Linked DNA regions of Mus musculus: region 2 is linked to region 1. A link is a contact called in public HiChIP or PLAC-seq data. All regions are on one chromosome and are shown on one strand. The core of a region is the stretch at or near the end of the contact, and the rest is flanking DNA. Distances in the headings are between cores, read along the strand shown. Region 1 overlaps Gm36274 (a long non-coding RNA gene). Region 2 overlaps 1700016B01Rik (RIKEN cDNA 1700016B01 gene).

Evidence for each region. HiChIP or PLAC-seq counts read pairs in DNA pulled down with a chosen protein or histone mark.
Region 2: a contact with region 1 is called in an H3K4me3 HiChIP or PLAC-seq map of embryonic basal ganglia, with 4 times the contacts expected there. The contact joins two enhancer-like sites. A contact is called at or near these places in 5 of 484 Hi-C or Micro-C datasets (cerebellar granule neurons, cortical neurons, embryonic stem cells and 2 more), 5 of 115 datasets of contacts at active chromatin or transcription factors (embryonic basal ganglia, embryonic forebrain, embryonic hindbrain and 2 more) and 1 of 9 other capture datasets (embryonic stem cells).

Annotation. Positions count from the first base shown.
Region 1 is chr5:111,553,362-111,557,869 of GRCm38.p6, reverse strand. Gm36274 (a long non-coding RNA gene) reads left to right here. Exons shown (of 3, transcript XR_880576.2): 2 at 236-334; 3 at 589-650. Among named protein-coding and RNA genes, the nearest start is that of Gm36274, 6.4 kb to the left of the region's middle. Within about 2 kb of position 2,634, at least 79 of the 459 cell types and tissues checked have an H3K27ac peak or open chromatin away from gene starts, as enhancers often do. A contact at or near this core is called in embryonic basal ganglia and embryonic forebrain, where this site is marked.
Region 2 is chr5:112,164,748-112,169,250 of GRCm38.p6, reverse strand. 1700016B01Rik (RIKEN cDNA 1700016B01 gene) reads right to left here. Exons shown (of 2, transcript NR_166436.1): 2 at 4,004-4,158. Among named protein-coding and RNA genes, the nearest start is that of 1700016B01Rik, 11 kb to the right of the region's middle. Within about 2 kb of position 2,295, at least 9 of the 459 cell types and tissues checked have an H3K27ac peak or open chromatin away from gene starts, as enhancers often do. A contact at or near this core is called in embryonic basal ganglia and embryonic forebrain, where this site is marked.

The sequences.
Region 1 (4,508 bases), core at 1,385-3,884:
CCTGCCCCAGACAGTTCATAGGTATGCATATCTGATGCTGTGCACCTCCCAGCCCCCGCCCCCCCCCAGAAAGGAGCAAGCCTTGGGAAACACCAGAATTACTGCCTGCAGGGCCCCAGAGATGTGGGTGTTGGAAGCCTCCCCCCATCAGGTGCTCCTGCAGGGCCCTTTGAGGAGAAGATCTGCAGAACATTGCATACCTAAACCCTAACCCCTGGTGTCTGTTCCCCTGCAGCTGGCTTCTCAAGGACAATGGGAAGCTAATCTGAGGATGCCCGGTCCCTGAGGATATCATCTAATGGCAGGCAGCCCCAGGCCAACTTTGAGCTGCCAGGTGACCCTGGGCTTTTTGGGGGGACTCAGCACCCTGTCACACTGTGAGCCTTGTGGGCTTTAGCTCTTGTGTCCTTGAGGGGCCTGATCCCCCGGAACCTCAGCTTCCTCCTGGTGCCTCAGTTTCTCTCTGTACTAAGCTGACTCATCCCCTCTCAGAAGCCCCATTCTCTTAGGGGGTTAGAAACGATTCAATTTCCTTTGGAATCCAAAGGATTCTTTTCTAAAGCTTTTATTTTTATTTTGCACATACAGGTGTTGGGCATGCATGCATGGCTGTGCACCACATGTGTGCCTAGTACCTGTAGAGGTCAGAAGAGAGTGTTGGATCCCCTGGAACTGGAGTTGCAGATGGATGTGAGACACCATGTGGTTGCTGGGAATCAAACCCTGGTCCTCTGGAAGAGCAGCCAGTGCTCTTAACCACTGAACCATCTCTCCAGCCCAAGTAATATATTAAAACATGGTTAATTCATTTAGTGTGTATGTGTGTTTTTGCATGAGCATACCCACAGGAACACTCATTTCACGGGTCCGCCTGTGGAAATCAGGGGACAACTTTTGGGAGTTCTCTTAAGCCTGACCGCAGATGAACCATCTTGACAACCCCCCCCCTCCCCAAAGAACCTTTATCTTAAAAGTTTAAAATGTTATTTTTAGGTTCGTTTATTTTTATCTTGTGTGTATGAGCATTTTGCCTGCAAGTACATGTGTGTACCATGTGTGTGGCTGGTGCCTACGGAGGCCAGAAGAGGGCATCGGGTCCCTCGGAACTGGAATTATAGAGGGTTGTGAGCGGTCATGCAGATAGATGCTGGGGACAGGTATTCTACAAGCACTCTTAACTGCTGAGACATCTCTCCAGCCCCCCCCCAACAAACTTTTAGAAGAATTCCATAGACACATAAAATCCAGATTCCCACCTCGGTGCTGTGGGGTCAGACAAGAGCCCAGGAGAGCTGCCTGCACTGAAGACCTCCTTGAGTGCACAGGGAAGGTACTAGGTACATGGAGTTCCCACCCCACCATATCCAGCTAGTACTAGTTAGTGCTGAGCTTTTGGAGATGGGTGTGAGCTAGGCTCAGTTTCCTAAGGTGCCCCCCCACGCCTCCATTTTTTCCTGAAGTACGGTCTCTGGTCTCTTTGAGATCTGTAAGCCTAGCACCCCCAACAGAGAGAAGGCCCCTCTACTACTGAAGTCAGAGTTACAGGTTCAGACAATCACCCTCTCCCTCCCTCCCCAGTCTCTCTCTCTCTCTCTCTCTCTCTCTCTTTCTCTCTCTCGCTCACTCGCTCTCGCTTGCTCTCGCTCTCTTTCTCCCATGTTTATTTTTTTAATTCCAGGATGTTTGGTTTGGCCTGGCTCCAACTCACGGTGTTTTCACTAGGCCATCTCAGATTCCTCCAGCCTGGTCCCAGTTTTTCCTGTAGTGGGTGGGGTGGGGGGAGGAATGAGACCTCTGTCTTGGGGTTGAAGAAGAACCTGGGTCTTGGAGCCAGACTGCTCTGGGTGCAAATGCGGCTCCAACTCCAGGCTGCGCATTCTGTGCCTGGTGCTGTTCCAGCCTCTGAGAAGCTACATCTGAGAGCTTACTGGGCTCCTCACAGGGAATATAGAGCTGCTGAGACAGGACACAGGAGAAAACAGAGGAGGGGCCAGAAATCTCTAGAAAAGTAAGTTCTGCCGAGCCAGCAAGGTCCCCACAGGACTAGAACAGGACACAGTGCCTGTTTCACCAGGCTGAGGTCTCTGCATCCATCTCCAGCACTGCAAATGTTTCACTAAAACCCAGGCAAGGTACAGCCCTATGAAGGCTGAAGAAGCAAGATTACTGTGTGTTAGAGGATGCCTTCACCCTACATATGGGGAAACTGAGGCCCAGAGAGGCCATCAAGCTGCTAAGTAACCCTGATGTAACTTGAGCCCACCCTTGTTCCAGATCCTAGGCTGTACCCCCTCCTCCCTCTCCTCCCTTTTCCCCTACCTTCCTCTCCTTCCCTAGCTTCCAGGGAGGAGTGACCTACAATACCCAGGTCACCTGCTGAGCTTCATCACGTGTGTAAAAGTAGCAGCCAGCATGTCAAACTGCTTTCAGAGCTGGGGCTGCCCCCATAATGGCTTTCTGCAAGGAGGACGGGGGGGGGGGGGGGCTGGGGGGGCTGGGGGGGCGGCTCGGGCCTCAGGACCCAGGGGGAAAAAATGAGGCTCTTTGCCCAAGGTTGCCCAGACCAGGGAGAGACGCTACAGAGGCTGAGCCCCAGCAGCCCTGTCTGGGGCTGGACCCCTCTGCAGCCCCATTCTGGGCCCCAACCCTGCCCGCTCTTCCTCTGGACAATGTAGCCTTTCAGGGCCAGACAAAGGCGAGTTTAAAAGGCGAGAATTGTGTTTCCATGGCTGAGGGGCGGGGGGGCCGCCGGCGGGGAGGGCCCAGCAGCGCAAACCGTGGTGTATTTATGCCCGTCTGACACAACACAATTTGATTTTCCACATAAAAGATCAAATAATATTTCGGTTACAGTTAATTACGCAGCCCAAAAGCCCATCAAAGGCCCCTCTGCATCCACCCAGCCCTTGCTCTGTGGCTCCGCGTGCGCCCAGATTTCACGGATTGCTTCTCAGAGTCTGCACCCCTGCAGCTCCCCGTTCACAGGGGCCAAGGGGGCCGCTCCAGAGACTACCCAGAGAGTCCCCATCTCTGCACACGAGGCCTGATCTCCCCACCAAAATAACAGCCAAAACATCTTACAAGGCAGCAAGCCTTCCCGTGCCCCACAAGCCCCATCTCCCTGTGCTATTAGAGGAAATGGGGTCCAAGGAGGACAAGGGAGCTTATGGAGCCTGCTGCTGTGGCACAGCTACTGAAACTAGGCTGACATGCCACGTCTTAGTTGACCGACTTCTCTGTTTGAAGTGGAACTGCAAACTCCCAACCGTGTTTGTTGAGTGAACAAATAACTTGATGAAGGACTGACCAAGGGAGAGGATGACTATGAGGGAGGAAGGGAGAGAAACCGGAAGGGAGGGCGTGGGGTGGGGGAGGGGAGGGGGAGCTAGGCTCTACCCTGGTGATGGCAGCAGTGCTGAGGGCCTGCACCAGCGTAGCATCTTTTATCTTTTTCTCATGGACTTCCCTCAAGCTGACAGGAAACAGTGTTCATACCCGAGAGCCCTGAGGGCCCGGTTTAAGCAAAGGGTCCCCTCAGAACCTCAGCTCATTCTGTGCGGCATCGTGAACAATTCTCTCAGTGAACACTTGAGAAAACTCTAGAAAGACAGGAACTGAGGCGGACAGACTCTTAATCGGGATCTTCACAAGATAAATTCACCAACCCAGACAACAATGGACTCTCAGAATCAACCCAGAGCAAGAATTCGTGCTGGCATCTTGCCCAGATCTCCCAAAAAGCCCAGAGAGGGTATGCATTCGGCCAAAGATCACACAGCAGCTGGGCAGACTGGCTTTCCTGAGGTTGGATGCCCTCTGGTGTCCATCCCAGGGTAGCATCGTTCTGCCTTTTACAGGTTCTGTGTGGGGGGGCTGGGGAGCACTTAAGTTCCAAAGGTTTGTTAGAGCTGAAGACTCAGCTGGTATGTGCCCACACTCACCTTGCATCAGCCTGCGGATCCCCACACACACAGCCTACCTTGGAGATTCTCCAAGCACCCTAAGAAGGGTGCTCCTCCTGCAACAAGAAAAAGGAGTACTTAGAAACTTGGAAACTCCCCAAGAGGAAGCAACCTGCTCATACCCCAGTCTGCAGATGGAGGAAGGGTCATACAGAACAGGCCACTTCCTCTCCTGTGCAAAGCCCCCTTCATTCTCCAAGCTCAGGAGCCTACAGAGCCAAAGAAAGCTCAGACCACAAGCTAGCAGCCCGGGCCCAGCAGCTATTCTGGGCACGGAGGTTGTGTGGTGGAGACCAGCCTGAGCAGCAGCAGCAAAGGTGTTTCCTGTGTAGCTACAGCCGCTGAACCTGCCCTGCGCCCACCGCAGTCCTTCCCAAAGTCTTCACTCAGCGTCACCTGGAACACTGTCACACACACTTCAGCCCTGGTATCTGGTATTCTACACCCCAGGACTGAGATAGCTGAGGCAGCCCACCCAGAAAAGCCCACAGGGAGGTTCCAGATGGAGGTTCTTGTGGTGATGCTCTTTCTGCCACCTGTGGAACC
Region 2 (4,503 bases), core at 1,046-3,545, 610 kb before region 1:
GGCTGAGGAGAGGGCTTGGTGGATAAAGCCCTTGTATAACACAAGACAGATCCCCAGAGCCCACGTGAAGTTAGGAGCAGTAGTGCACGTCTGCAATCCAATGTCACATACTAGTTTGGGAGGGGGGAGATATAGTCTTGTGTATGCAGTGGTGAACAAAAGAGCCTGTCTCAAATGAGGTGGAAGGGAAAGACAGACATCTGAGGCTGTCCTCTGACTTCTACATGAGCACCACAGGGAATACACACCTATAAACACACCCATGAACACACACACACATACCCATGAACATACACACCTATACACAATCCCATGAACACACACACACCTATACACAATCCCACGAACACACATACATACCTATACATACACCCATGAATTTACACATACACCTATACCCATACCATGAACATACAAACCTATACACACTCCCATGAACACACACACACACACACACCCATCTATACACACACCCATAAACATACACACCTATATACACTCCTAGGAACACGCACACACACACACCTATACACATACCCATGAATATACACACCTATACACACCCCCATGAACACACACATACAAACCTATACACACACCCATGAACACACTCACACACACACACACACACCTATATACACACCCATGAACACTCACACATACACGCCTATACACACACCCATACATACATACCTATACATACACCCATGAGCACACATATACATACACACTCAAATCTTAAAAAACAACCAATCAAACCAACTAACCAACCAACCAACAAACAAAAATCTTGAATCTTTTGGACCCACACCTCACACCTGGAGGTCTCTATCAGACCTGACTCCAAACAGTGGTGAAGGCTCACACACAGAAACACCTGTGGCTACCATCATTAAGAACCGTTCATCCAGTCTCGAGGTCTGTCAGACGGGAACAGCTGGTGTGCCCAGCATGCACGCAGTTCACTAAAAGGTGTGTTTCTGCAGGGCTAGGATCCCCGTTCCTCTAAGAGTTTCATCTTTGCACTTATTCTGTTTACCACAGTGCGCTCTGGGTATAGACAGCATCCTCAAAATGCCTATTTGAGGTTGAGAGCTCAGGAGGCCAGTGCCGGGCTGTGGGTCAGCTCAGAGATGGGGATCTCATAAGGCAGACCCGGGACTCAGTCTTCTGCATGACCCAGCAATTAGAGGGCGTAAAACAACACAGAGAGCATTTACAAAGTGGAACCCAGAGGCTGTGCCGCATCAAAACAAGGGGCTTCGTGAGACTCACAATGCACCCTCAGCCACCCAGATGATGCCTGCAAGCGACATCTGTGAGGCCAGAAGATGTTCACAGAGGACTTTAGCCAAAAGCCAGCAGGAGCCTGGGGCCATACTCAGTGGTCTGTGCTCAACCATGGAGACGGAGGCCCCGAGCTCCATTCTCAGCACGAAAGCCAACAACAAACGTTAAATAAGGATGTGACTGCCTCATGCCACACAATCCCCACTAGTCTATGCACACAGGGTGGGCATATATTTATTTTATAATGTTACTGAATAATTACATTTATATATTTTATTGTATGCTTACTGTTAAATATGTTTGTGTGTACTTACTTGTATATTATTTATATGTAAATGCATGCATACACTGTGTGCCTATGAACACACACACACGTATGGGTTTTTTTGTTTGTTTGTTTGCTTGCTTGTTTATTTTTGTTTTTTCGAGACAGGGTTTCTCTGTGTAGCCCTGGCTGTCCTGGAACTCACTCTGTAGACCAGGCTGGCCTCGAACTCAGAAATCCGCCTGCCTCTGCCTCCCAAGTGCCGAGATTAAAGGCGTGCACCATCACTGCCCGGCTACACACATATGTTTATCTAACAGACACACACAGCCAAGGGAAACTCTTGCAGAATATTGGCCATGTCTCTGGAGGGTCTGAGAATATATATTTTTTTCTTCTGTCTGAGTTTCTCCCTCTGCCACTTTACACATTTTCTCCCCCAGGGAGCATGTGTTTCTTTTGCTATCAAGGCATAATAATGACGTTTACTGAAGTGGGCATGTTCTAGACAGGGTGCGTGGAGAGCGGGAAGAGACAGCAGCCTGGAGGGAGGCTGAGGCCGAGGCCGGTCACATCACATCAGCCCATATGTGTGATATGACCTGGGTCTGGGGCTTTCTTGGTGGGAAGCCCCCCCACAGTGCTGGCTGCTCTTGGGTGGCTATGGGGGTGGCAGGCAGGAGCCGGAGCAGCTGCCTGGGGCCCCACTCAGCTCCTGCAGAGCAGGGCCTTACGGCCTTCCTCTCCCTTGCAGGGTCCCTGCAGTTGCTAAGCATGATTGACAGTAATTAAAACTAAACCAGTGCCCTCCTCACTCTTGCCATTTCTATGGGGTTTTTGTTCACTATTATCTACATATAGATTAAAAATTGTAATTGGGCAGGCGATCGGGTTAGGAGAATCCACCACCTTCACACTTGTCGCTGGCCGGGGACTGACACTTTGAAATTTTATTTAATCTGAGAAAATTGAGTTGAACTCTGGCACCCTGGAAGGGGGATAAAAAAAACAACATTTATCCTTCAGGGCTCAGGCTAGAAAATCTTTGCACTGCTGGTGGGAGGTAGGAGGGGCTCCACACACGTGGGGTAGAGGGGTGCGGGGACCTGGGCTCTGTCAGCAGCAAGCAGGGAGAGGAGGGAAAGTGATAGATAGGTCTTGGGAGACCAGGTCCCTCTTAAGATTTTTTTCTTTGTATTAATGTGTGTGTAAGCATATATGTGTGTATGTGTGTGTATGTAGATGTGTGTATATATGTATGTGTATGTATGTATGTATGTATGTATGTGTATGTATGTATGTGGGTATGTATGTATGTGGGTATATGTGGTGTGAATGTGTATATGTGTGTGAATGTGTATGTGTGTGTATGTGTGCACGTGTATGTGTACATGTATATGTATGTATGTGTGTATATGCATATGTATATATGTTTATATGCACATGTGTGTATGTATATGTATGTATGTATGTATGTGTGTACACATATATGTATGCATGTGTGTATGTGTGTGTGTATATGTGACAGTCCACTTGTGTGCATGTGGTCAGAGGACAACCTCAAGTGTCATTTTTAGGGCCACTGCTCAGCTTTTGAGATGGGATTTTTCCCATGGCCTGGAGCACACCAATTTGGTTGACTGTCCAGCGAGCCCCCAGGGATCCACCAGTCTCCACCTGCCCAGTGATGGGCTTGCAACATGCATCACCACACCTGACACTCTTGTGTGGGGCCTGGGGACTGAACTCAGGTCTTCATTGTTTTGTGGAAAGCACTTTACTGACTGAGCTCTCTCTCCAGCTCTGCCAAGACATTACTTTTGCTTTGTTTAATTTTGTTTTTGTTCTGAGACAGGGTCTCTCTCTTCTGGCTGTCCTGGAACTTGATATGTAGATCAGGCTGGCTTTGAACTCACTGAGATTTGCTGGGATGAAAGGAGTTAGACAACCATGCCCTGCCCAATGCATTCTTAGACTTGCTGTAGGCTAGGCTGCCCAACCCCAGGCTGCCCAACCCAGGCTGTCCAACCCCAAGGTTCCCACACTGTGCTGGGCGACAGCTCTGTGCTTGGGTCTCTGTAGTGCCACTCAGAAGGCACCCGTGTCTGCTGCTGCACCGTGTGTGCTGGGCTAACTGCTCCACAGGCTTCCAGACAGTTGTCTCTACCTCCTGTCTCTCTGTAGGACTGGCTGGTCATGCCACCCCCCTCTGGCGCTGCCTGGGTTATGGTGTTGGAACTCAGGTTGTCCCTTCACCCACAGAGCCATCTCGCCAACCATGAAGATTTCTTATGCAGAATGTGTTGCTAGCAGGCCATGCTCCCTGGATCATGCTGGAGTCTCTTGGCCTCGTGTGCACCAAGTTCGCCCGGCTATAATGGCACAAGAGCTGCACCAGGCCTTTTCAGGATGCCTGTGATGTTCCCCCAGGAATGAGCTTGCTCTGTCTCAGCTTCCTGTCAGTATAATGAATACTGGAGAGAGACAGGCTCATGAGAGGAAAAGGTTTTCTCGGGCTCACAGTTTCTCAGGGCCTGGTCCATAACTGATTGGTCCCATTGCTCTTCCGGCTATTGTGCAGAGGTACATCATGGCTGAAGTGCCTGATAAAAGAAAAACAAAACAAAACAAAAAGGCCCATTCCCTTCACAGTCTGGAACTGAGAGAAGGCAGGAACCAGAGCCTAAAGTCCTCTTTAACTTCACACCCTTAATTTCCTGAAGTCCACCCAACTAGTACCACTGTCACCTCTCTTTCTCTCTCTCTTTTAAAGATTTATGTATTTATTTATTCTATGTATATGAGTGCACTGGTGGTTGTGAGCCATCATGTGGTTGCTGGGAATGAAGGTTGCTCACTCCAGTCAGCCCCACTTGATTTATTTATCATTATTATCTAAGTATACTGTAGCTGTCTTCAGACACACCAGAAGAGGGCATCAGATCTCG